Regions from separate parts of the Rattus norvegicus genome. Here all the other regions are linked to region 1. A link is a contact called in public Hi-C data. All regions are on one chromosome and are shown on one strand. Each heading gives the region's core, a stretch centred on a gene start, on an enhancer-like site or on the middle of the called end of the contact. The rest is flanking DNA. Distances are from core to core; before and after follow the strand shown.

What was found. Hi-C and Micro-C count contacts between places; a contact is called where the count stands out from the background.
Region 2: a contact with region 1 is called in a Hi-C map of the A7r5 cell line, with 5 times the contacts expected there. The contact joins two enhancer-like sites. A contact is called at or near these places in 4 of 12 Hi-C or Micro-C datasets (the A7r5 cell line, Schwann cells, frontal cortex and 1 more).
Region 3: a Hi-C map of the A7r5 cell line shows a contact between it and region 1, with 3 times the contacts expected there. The contact joins two enhancer-like sites. A contact is called at or near these places in 3 of 12 Hi-C or Micro-C datasets (the A7r5 cell line and liver).

The regions. Positions count from the first base shown.
Region 1 is chr1:152,987,932-152,990,819 of GRCr8, forward strand. The region is part of intron 2 of Me3 (malic enzyme 3); the gene reads left to right. Among named protein-coding and RNA genes, the nearest start is that of Me3, 43 kb to the left of the region's middle. Within about 2 kb of position 1,405, at least 18 of the 93 cell types and tissues checked have an H3K27ac peak or open chromatin away from gene starts, as enhancers often do. A contact at or near this core is called in the A7r5 cell line and liver, where this site is marked.
Region 2 is chr1:152,805,516-152,808,403 of GRCr8, forward strand. No RefSeq gene overlaps it. Among named protein-coding and RNA genes, the nearest start is that of Prss23, 17 kb to the right of the region's middle. Within about 2 kb of position 1,441, at least 7 of the 93 cell types and tissues checked have an H3K27ac peak or open chromatin away from gene starts, as enhancers often do.
Region 3 is chr1:153,123,575-153,126,462 of GRCr8, forward strand. All of the region lies in intron 8 of Me3 (malic enzyme 3), which reads left to right. Among named protein-coding and RNA genes, the nearest start is that of Ccdc81, 78 kb to the right of the region's middle. Within about 2 kb of position 1,442, at least 30 of the 93 cell types and tissues checked have an H3K27ac peak or open chromatin away from gene starts, as enhancers often do. A contact at or near this core is called in the A7r5 cell line and liver, where this site is marked.

The DNA.
Region 1 (2,888 bases), core at 155-2,654:
AAGTCACATCTTAGACCATTTGACGAGAGCAAATTGCCTCAGAGGGCCTCACGGGCGTGAACCGATCCCGGGTTACTGCGATTAGAACAGTGACTGCACTTAATGATAAGGCTGATCATATCTATTCCCTCTGCTTAAGGTCAGGAACGTGAGTCATACACTTCACTTCAATAAAGCAGTTACCAAACAGCTGGTAAACTCCAGATACCGTGCTCAGGGCCACTGATTCAAGGGAAGATAAGACAGATGTTTGCAATCTGGAATAGGAAATAGATAGCCGATCTTAGTTTTCAGTTTTTATCCCAAAATACCAAAACTTCGCACTTTCAAAGCCATCTAATTATATCAGAAAATTTAGTTCCATGAAAAACCTCATTCCCCGGGTAAATGAGTTGTTGCTATGGATCCCTTTTGTTCTCATAGCTGGAAGAACACTAATTAGCTAATCAGGCTCATACCCAGAAGATGAATTTGCTGCCCCTAATTAATGCATGATGCTCAGTCCACACCCTTCCTTCTCTCTGCTTCCCAAGCGGATCACATCGAAAAGCAAGGTCAAATTTTGCAGCCGAAAAGAAGCTTTAATCAATGCCACATGTTCATCCCTCGGTGTAATAATTCAGGCTGCAGGTTCAATGTTATTCTATACACTGTCATATGAATAGCTATTTCTGTGAAAAAGATTGCAAGTTGTTGACAAAGGCCTGCGTTTGGTCAGATCAACGACAAGTCAGACTTAAACCTCACTCATTCTTATGGTTTTTTTCTTTTAATTTGAAAAAATACATACTGTGTATGTGTATATAGATATTTTCACAAGAACACAGGTGCATGTGGAAGCCAGAAGAGGGTGCTGGATCCCCTGGAGCTTGATTTATTGGCATGTTTGTTGGATTTACTGGATTTATTGGAGATGGATCTGCTGATGTGAGTGCTGGGAACTGAACTCAACACCTGTAAGATGTTGAGCGCATGCTCTTACCTACTGAGCCATCTCCCCTGCCCCTGGTGTATCTGCATTGCGACCTCTATGAGAACTTGGCAGGAATGTTCTTCACATGTATTACCTCATTTAACCTTTGTACTAACTGTTTACGATCTTCCTGTGTAGTACAATTTTTAGAATGAGGAATCTGGAGCTATGTGATATGTATTGCACAGTCTGTGATGCCGTATCCTGTAAGCGGATCTGAACTCAAGCCCTTTCTTGTAGCCGTTTCCACCAGATTGGACCACTCCCTCCTGGGGAGACGTGGGAAGCTTATGAAACCCAGAAGACTCACGAGGCCCTTTTCAGAGGTGACATGAGCAATACCCTACTGTGGGAGGAGACTTTTCAGTAGTGTAGCTGCATGAAAGGTGTACAAGGAACTCCAGTCATGCAGCTCTCATGAATGGTCACCGATCTGTCACCCGATGCAGGGGGCGGGGCTTTCTGGTGATGTACTCGCCCAAGTCACCAGGGCTCTTGTAAGAAATGCCAGTAAACCCACTGGTTCGCCAGCGTGGTCCTAGACAAAAGTATTTTTTGGTCTGTTATTGTCTTCTCCAGGGTGAATAAAAAATAGACCTCGCCCAGGAAAAGTCACCCATGCCATGTCCTCTAGGTTTGGTGCTATTAAATAATTTGCTTCACCAATACCCACTCATAGGCTTCTACTATAGTTTAATATCAAACCTTAGAATTTTTTAGCCTTCATCATTTAGAGTGTAACTTTGAGATCAAGTTGCAGATCCGTGCTACAGTTTAGCGCCCAGAAAGGGGAGCTGTGTATGTGAGAAAGCCAAAGTGTGTTTTTCTTTGCTCATTGGTTATTTTTTTCTTTCCTGCTCACATAGCTTGTGGTTAAATTATTTTCCTTAGACTTTCATACTAAAATAATTTGCCTTTGGATAGAGGCCAAGCACAGGCCATTTTCAGTGCTCGGACAGATTGTTTGTTCTGAGCAACACAAATGAAAGAATTTCCATGTCTTACAATGGGCATTTGTTAAGTTTTGTGTTTGGGCCGCTGGGGCTAGAATATGGGGATCTCTCCAGAATCTTGCATGCTCTTGCTACACCTACTTTTCCGAAAAGACCCAATGACTACATAGAAAAATAAAGTAATGACCCCCAAATCTCACATCAGTTTCCATTTCCAGATTCTACTAATGGATTCTTTATGTTGATCCTAGAATTGTAATGAGGCTTTTTAATTTTTCTACTTTTTACATAATCCTGCATTTCTATTTCATAAATTCTTAGTTACCATAAAGAAACTAAGAACTGGAAAGAGGCACTCTCAAACGAAACAAATGAGCATTTATCTGTGCTTGTCATAATACTAATTATAGTCACAGCATTGCTGTTATAATGGAAGTTATTCTTTTGTATATAATAGGTGAACTGAAACTCAAAGGCGTAATTGTCCAAGGCTAGTCAACCATAGAAAATGCCAGCTTCAAGACTAAAAACCAAGCTAGACTACAGGGTTCTTGTTCTTCATCTTTTAAAAAATTCAGAGTATTTTAGATTTATAGAGAACTTGTCCACATACATAGTACAGAGAGCTCACCCCTCCTCAAGACTCCTGAGGATATAACATTTCCCTGATATACTTGTTGAAACTAATGTAAGAAAGTGATGTTGCCCTATTATTGTTGAATAAAATCCAGCCTTTAATTGGATTTCAATCATTTCCCACTATTTTTCTGTTCCAGGACTCCATGCAGAAGACCACAATGTATTTCACTGTGATGTCTGTGATGGTATCAGTGTTTCCTTATCCTTCACAACCGTGAGGCCTCACTGCTCAAACACCCTGTAGAATGTCTGCCAGATGTGTTTACCTCATGTTATTTCCCTCATAATTAGACTGAACTGTTTGGGGGACGTGTTCTTACTGT
Region 2 (2,888 bases), core at 191-2,690, 180 kb before region 1:
AGTCCTCTATCAGATGTAGGATTGGTAAAGATCTTTTCTCAATCTGTTGGTTGCTGTTTTGTCCTATTGACTGTGTCCTTTGCCTTGCAGAAGCTTTGCAATTTTATGAGGTCCCATTTGTTGATTGTTGATTTTAGAGCATAAGACATTGGTGTTCTGTTCAGGGAATTTCCCCCCTGTGCCCATGTGTTTGAGACTCTTTCCCACTTTCTCTTCTATTAGATAGCGTATCCTGTTTTTTTGTGGAGATCCTTGATCCACTTGGTGTACTTTTAATCTTCTGATTCCTTTATACTTATTCTATTTTTTAATTTTGTGTGTATGTACTTACCAGAGTGTATGTATGCGCACCATATCCATACAGATGCCCATAGAGGCCAGAAGAGGGTGCTGAATCCTATGGAACTGGAGTTACAGATGATTGTTAGCCATTTAGAATTGGCTGATGTGAGCATTGGGACTTGGACCATTGTCCTTGTCAAGAGCATCAGGTGCTCCTAACCACAAAGCAATCTCTCCCTCCCCTGTACTCAAACCTTGCTGGGAGAAGTCTCTAATTCAATTCTGTAGTCACTGTGTTCCTGGAAAGATTATCAGTTTGTGGTATCAACTGTCCTCTTACAATTTAGATTTTAATAAAAGCAAGCTTTTTTCCTTTAAAAATCTTTTAATAAAGTTTTGAATTTTGAAAACTTCTTGGCATTATCAAATTAGCCAATAACTTTTTTAGATTAGTAATGTTTGTTGCACTGAGTTTCCTGGTACAGATGTCCAGGACCCAGCATCCAGCACAAAGCCAGGTATGATACTGATCAGGTCTCTCACTCATTTTCTACAGGATCTCAAAGGCTTTCCAAGGCATTTGGATGGAACTCAAGTGCTTGGGCGTGGACAAGTCACAGTTCCAATATCCAGATGGAGCCAAGAAGTCCGGGACCAACTGCAGGCCCCAAGAGTGCTAACTTGTTTATTTATTATGGATGGGAGTATGGGACTCCTGCCCAGCTGTATTCAGCATATATAATTGGCATTTTCAAACTGCAGCACAGCCTTTAAGTTATCCCTGCACCCCTAGATTACCTGGCATCACGCCAATGTTGACAAAGAAAGTGAATGCCAGGCAAGTGGAAAACAGCGCTGAGGCAAAAACACGGTGGAAACTTCTAGGAAGGATTTCACTGTGATCAGTAGAATGCAGTGATCGTGACAAATAATGTGCCTGGACTGCTTTGCACATTGCTGACTTTCCCTTCAAGGGAAAAGGGAGAAGCTGTCCTCTTTGTAAACAAGAGGAGGTGTGGAAAAAACAAAGTTAATATCAAATACTTAGAGCTACCAGAAAGCTCCTTTTAAGCTCCGAGAGTTGAAGGATATCAACGTGCCTATAAGTCAAGGAAACCACTAGGGGGCAACCCAAGAATGGGGGAAAAAAATCAGCAGCGGCCAAGAAAAGTTGCTTTTTATAACATCCAAAGAAAGCTGAGATCTCGCAGTAAGCAGAACAAGGTGATATTTCAAAGTGTTGACTTTAACCCCAGGTTACTCTTGACTTGGGAATTCCTCCTAAGTGATCAGAAACACTAAACAACAGCTCTCTAAACAGAACTGTGCTATCAGGAGAAACTGCAGTGCTAAGACAATGCTCCTGATTTAAATCCCTTCTCCAGGGCAGTGGAAAACTTCTAAACGCTCACAAATTGGAAAGAAATTTAATTAATGGTACACCTAACGTGACCAGAGAGTAAAGAAAATCGGAGCACACTTGGCTAGTGCTGATATACAGACAGACAAATAGTTTGCAGCTACCCAACGCTGGCTGTTGGGTAAAAGATAAACTGAAAGGAATCTGATTACACATGCTAATGCCCAGATTTATAGATTCAAGTGTGATCACAATGTTTTGTTCTCTTCCACAATTCTCATGAAAACCTAGATTTTTTTTCAAGTCAAATTCCCTTTTTTCCTCCAATAAGTCTTGATGGCATTTTACTATATTTAAGAACTCCAAGAGCATGGAGCATGAGGCACTAGAGACTTTACAGAACAGAAGAAAAGTCACCATTAAGGCGATCAGTAAAGACTGATTCTTCCTGATACTATACTGTAGTTGACCAACAAACATCTTTCTTACAGTGGGAAAGCAAAGTGAGATACTTTTGTGGAATTTCCTATCTTTGTGTTTGACTGCTCTGGCAATTATCTGGGAGTAGTAAAGCATGTCATTTTAAAAGGAAAATGTTCTGTGTCCCAGAATGGCTTATCCACAGAGGACATTAGTCACGCTTGGGTCACACTGGTTTGCCAAACATGGCGGGTTTTTTTTTCCCCCATCGGGGAACTGGATATAGAATCAGCATTAATAAATCCAAGAAAGGAAATGCAGCAATGAGACTGGACACAAACTGGGAGGTTTATTAAAGTAAATGGGAGAGACTCAGCTGTTTAACTCACAAAGTGGTGACTACATTTCACTGATGCCAAGATATTTCTGTAGAGAAAGTGATTCCTGAGCCTTGGGAAAGGAGGGCAGTGCCTTTACTACAGTGACACATAAGAATCTTGAACACACAGATGTGTAACGTCCTCTCTGAGGTTCTGGGATGAAGATGAGGGTGACTAGTACCCACTGTTGAATATTTGCTGGATAAGTCATTAAATAACTGGAGATATGGAAAAGTGCAAGCTAAGGGGAGGAGAGAGCTTGGCCAATGACCGAAGATAAAAAGCACAGGTGTGTTCGGTACAGATGGCTGAAAGCCAGACTGTATGAGTCTAGAGAGCAATGGAGAAGAAAGTTGATCAAGATATTGGATATATTTGGGGGACAGGCCACTAAGCAATCAATTGCCCTGACTGCCTGTAAGATGTGCTGAGGGAGCAGACACGAT
Region 3 (2,888 bases), core at 192-2,691, 140 kb after region 1:
ATTTTCTCCAATCAAGCCCTACTTCCTAATTTTCACCATTTCTAGCATCACCCTAAAATTCTGAGTCCATCAATAAGCTCGTTGATGAATCAAGACTCTCTGGATCCAATCACCTCTCAATGATTGGATCTACCAACAAGGGCCAATATTTCAACATGTGAGCTTTTTTAAAGTGCATCATATCCAAGCCAGTGAACTCTAGATACTTCTGTTCCAGTCTCTGCCTCTCACTAAAAGATCAGCTTTTGGAGTCAGGAATCATGGCTTACTTGTTTTTGATCCCCAGTTCTCAACACAATGATGGGCATATTGTAGTAAGAGTAGATGCATGTTTGCATGTGCAAACATGCTCGCCATCCTACCTATCCCTGGAGAAAGTCCATGCTGGTCCCTGCCTTGCAGCCTCTCTTTTCTGATCATCATGCAAATTCACCACACATGTGCTCATACTAAGATGTTGGACACCTATACACATATGCATAATTGCATAGGAATGAACAAGTTTTTAATTAAATCAATTCATTTGTTTAAATTCATTGTTCTGGTACACACACACACACACATACACACACACACACACACACACACACACACACACACATGCATAAATGAGATAGAAATTTCCTAATTTTTTTCTCAGAAATTAAGACTACATCACGAATTTAGAACTCCTGAGAAGACTGGTAGTCAGAAAAAGAATGATGGAATCTCTCTAAGATCATCTCAGCCTTGAGTGAATCACAGCCCAGTATGTAGGTGATATAACTAATCAAAATGTGAGGAGGTTGTCATGGAGATCTACCCACATCTTCCTTCAAGGGAAGACATGTTGCCTTCACTGATGCAAACAGAGCCTCAGCTGCAGAAAATCCCTAACTCAGTCCTGTCCTGCTGAAGGCTACCCTCTCAGGGTAGGGATGTGTCCATTCATTCTACTCCTGTCCTGGACTGAGCTCCTGGTGGGGTTAGTTGAGGATTTGAGATCTATACTGAGCCTCAGTAGCCTTCTTTGCCTCTGTCCACACAACCACAAGCTTAGACAGGCATCATCCATCCCTGCAAAACATGGGAATAGTCTCAATCTGCCTGTGACCCATATACTGAAAGGACTGGAACAAAGTGGCCCCCATGGAAATTAAGCTAGAACCATTCTGCCTGCTTTCAGCATAAGTCCTGCCTTTTATGTCAGTGGAACAGAAAAAGATAGAACCCAAGTCCTCAAGAGCCCCCCAGGCTGAGCTTCCAATGCGCTCTACTGTGCATGAACGCCAAGCACCTTGTTTGTATCGTCTGAATCACAGACCCCATGGGACCCATGGGCTTGAAGTCTGGAGCCACAGCACAAAAAAGACTTCCTTTTGTTTGTCTCCTTTGTCCTCACCCCAGCTCTGGCTCACAAGAACCCTCAGCCCAGGCCAGGCTGGCTGGTTCTTGGTGAACAGGGCTGCCAACTCTGAGTCACCACTGGTGGCCTCTTCAGGAATTTTGGAATAGCAGAGGCTCAGGTGACTTTTGTTGTTTCAGCTGGGAACATCCCTGCTGCTGGGGGAGAAGAGAAAGACAGGAAAGGGGAAAGGCAGTGAGGACGGTCATGCTGCAGACAGACTAATTTTGACCTTGGGAAGGACAGCTTGCACGAAAGAAGTCAGGTACAGAATGCTGCTGACTGAGTGACCTTGGGCACTGTCCTCCACTGTAAGCTAATCATATAGTGTGACTGAGGAACAACAAACATCAACTCTAGGACACAGACCGGCCTTACCCTCTAGCCCTTTGAAGTCTTCGAGGACCCATGACCTGGAAGAATGCTTGTGTGCCAGGTCACCTCTTCACAATTTGTTTGGCTTTTTTGTTTGTTTTCAAGATAGGGTGTCACTGTGTAGCTCAGTCTATCTTGAGCTTGAGGTGATCTTTCTGCTCTCCCTGCCTTTCTACTGTTTGGGACCACAGAACTGCATGCCTCTAAGCCTGGTACCCTTTGGTGCTTTCAAGTTTCAGTGTATAAGCCAGAATAGTTAACAGACATCGGACTGAGATGCGTCTGTCTCTGAATCCTCACTTTTCTGCTCTGTGATTCTAGCCAGTGGTATATGTTCTAAAAGCACTCTTTACCCTTCCTCTGAAACGATTTAGCAGCCATGACTAAAGATCAGCAAGTATCAGATCAGCCTGTATGTTCCTCTCAAGCTAGCACTTACTACTATAGTTGAAATCTAAGCCATTTCACTGCTATCTTCAGAATTACCCATGTTGTGCTAATTCTGGGGTAGGTGTGGGGTAAGGTGTACAGGAATAGCCACTCAGCAGTTCTAGTCCATGGTCCCAGTACTAATATTCTTTAAAAGGTTTATTTATTTATTTTATGTATGTGAGTACACTGTTGCTGTCTTCAGACACACCAGAAGAGGCATTCGATCTCTATTACAGATGGTTGTGAGCCACCATGCAGTTGCTGGGAATTGAACTCGGGACCTCTGGAAGAGCAGTCAGTGCTCTTAACCACTGAGCCATCTCTCCAGCCCCTAATACTAATATTCTGAGTGCACAAGTATGGAGAGGAGGAAGGGGTATTGAGACCCAAGTAGAGTGTTCAGGAAAATGAAGAGAAGGTGTGAGCACAATGCTACTAAAGCCTGATGAAGAGGGAGACCTGGGCGCCATGCTTTTCTACACTTTTCTGAAGTGATCTGGCAGTGCCAGCCTGTCTTGCATTGTAGGGTTACTGTGCAGCCTTGGTTCTGAACATGCAACATGTTAACTTCGCACTCTATGTGCCATTCTAGCATGCAACACCATCTATGACTGCCTGAGCTTCCCGGGCTCAGGTTTGAGACTGCTGTTTGCTCCAAATTGTGTGGCCCTGCTGGCTTTGACTAATTTTTGATTAT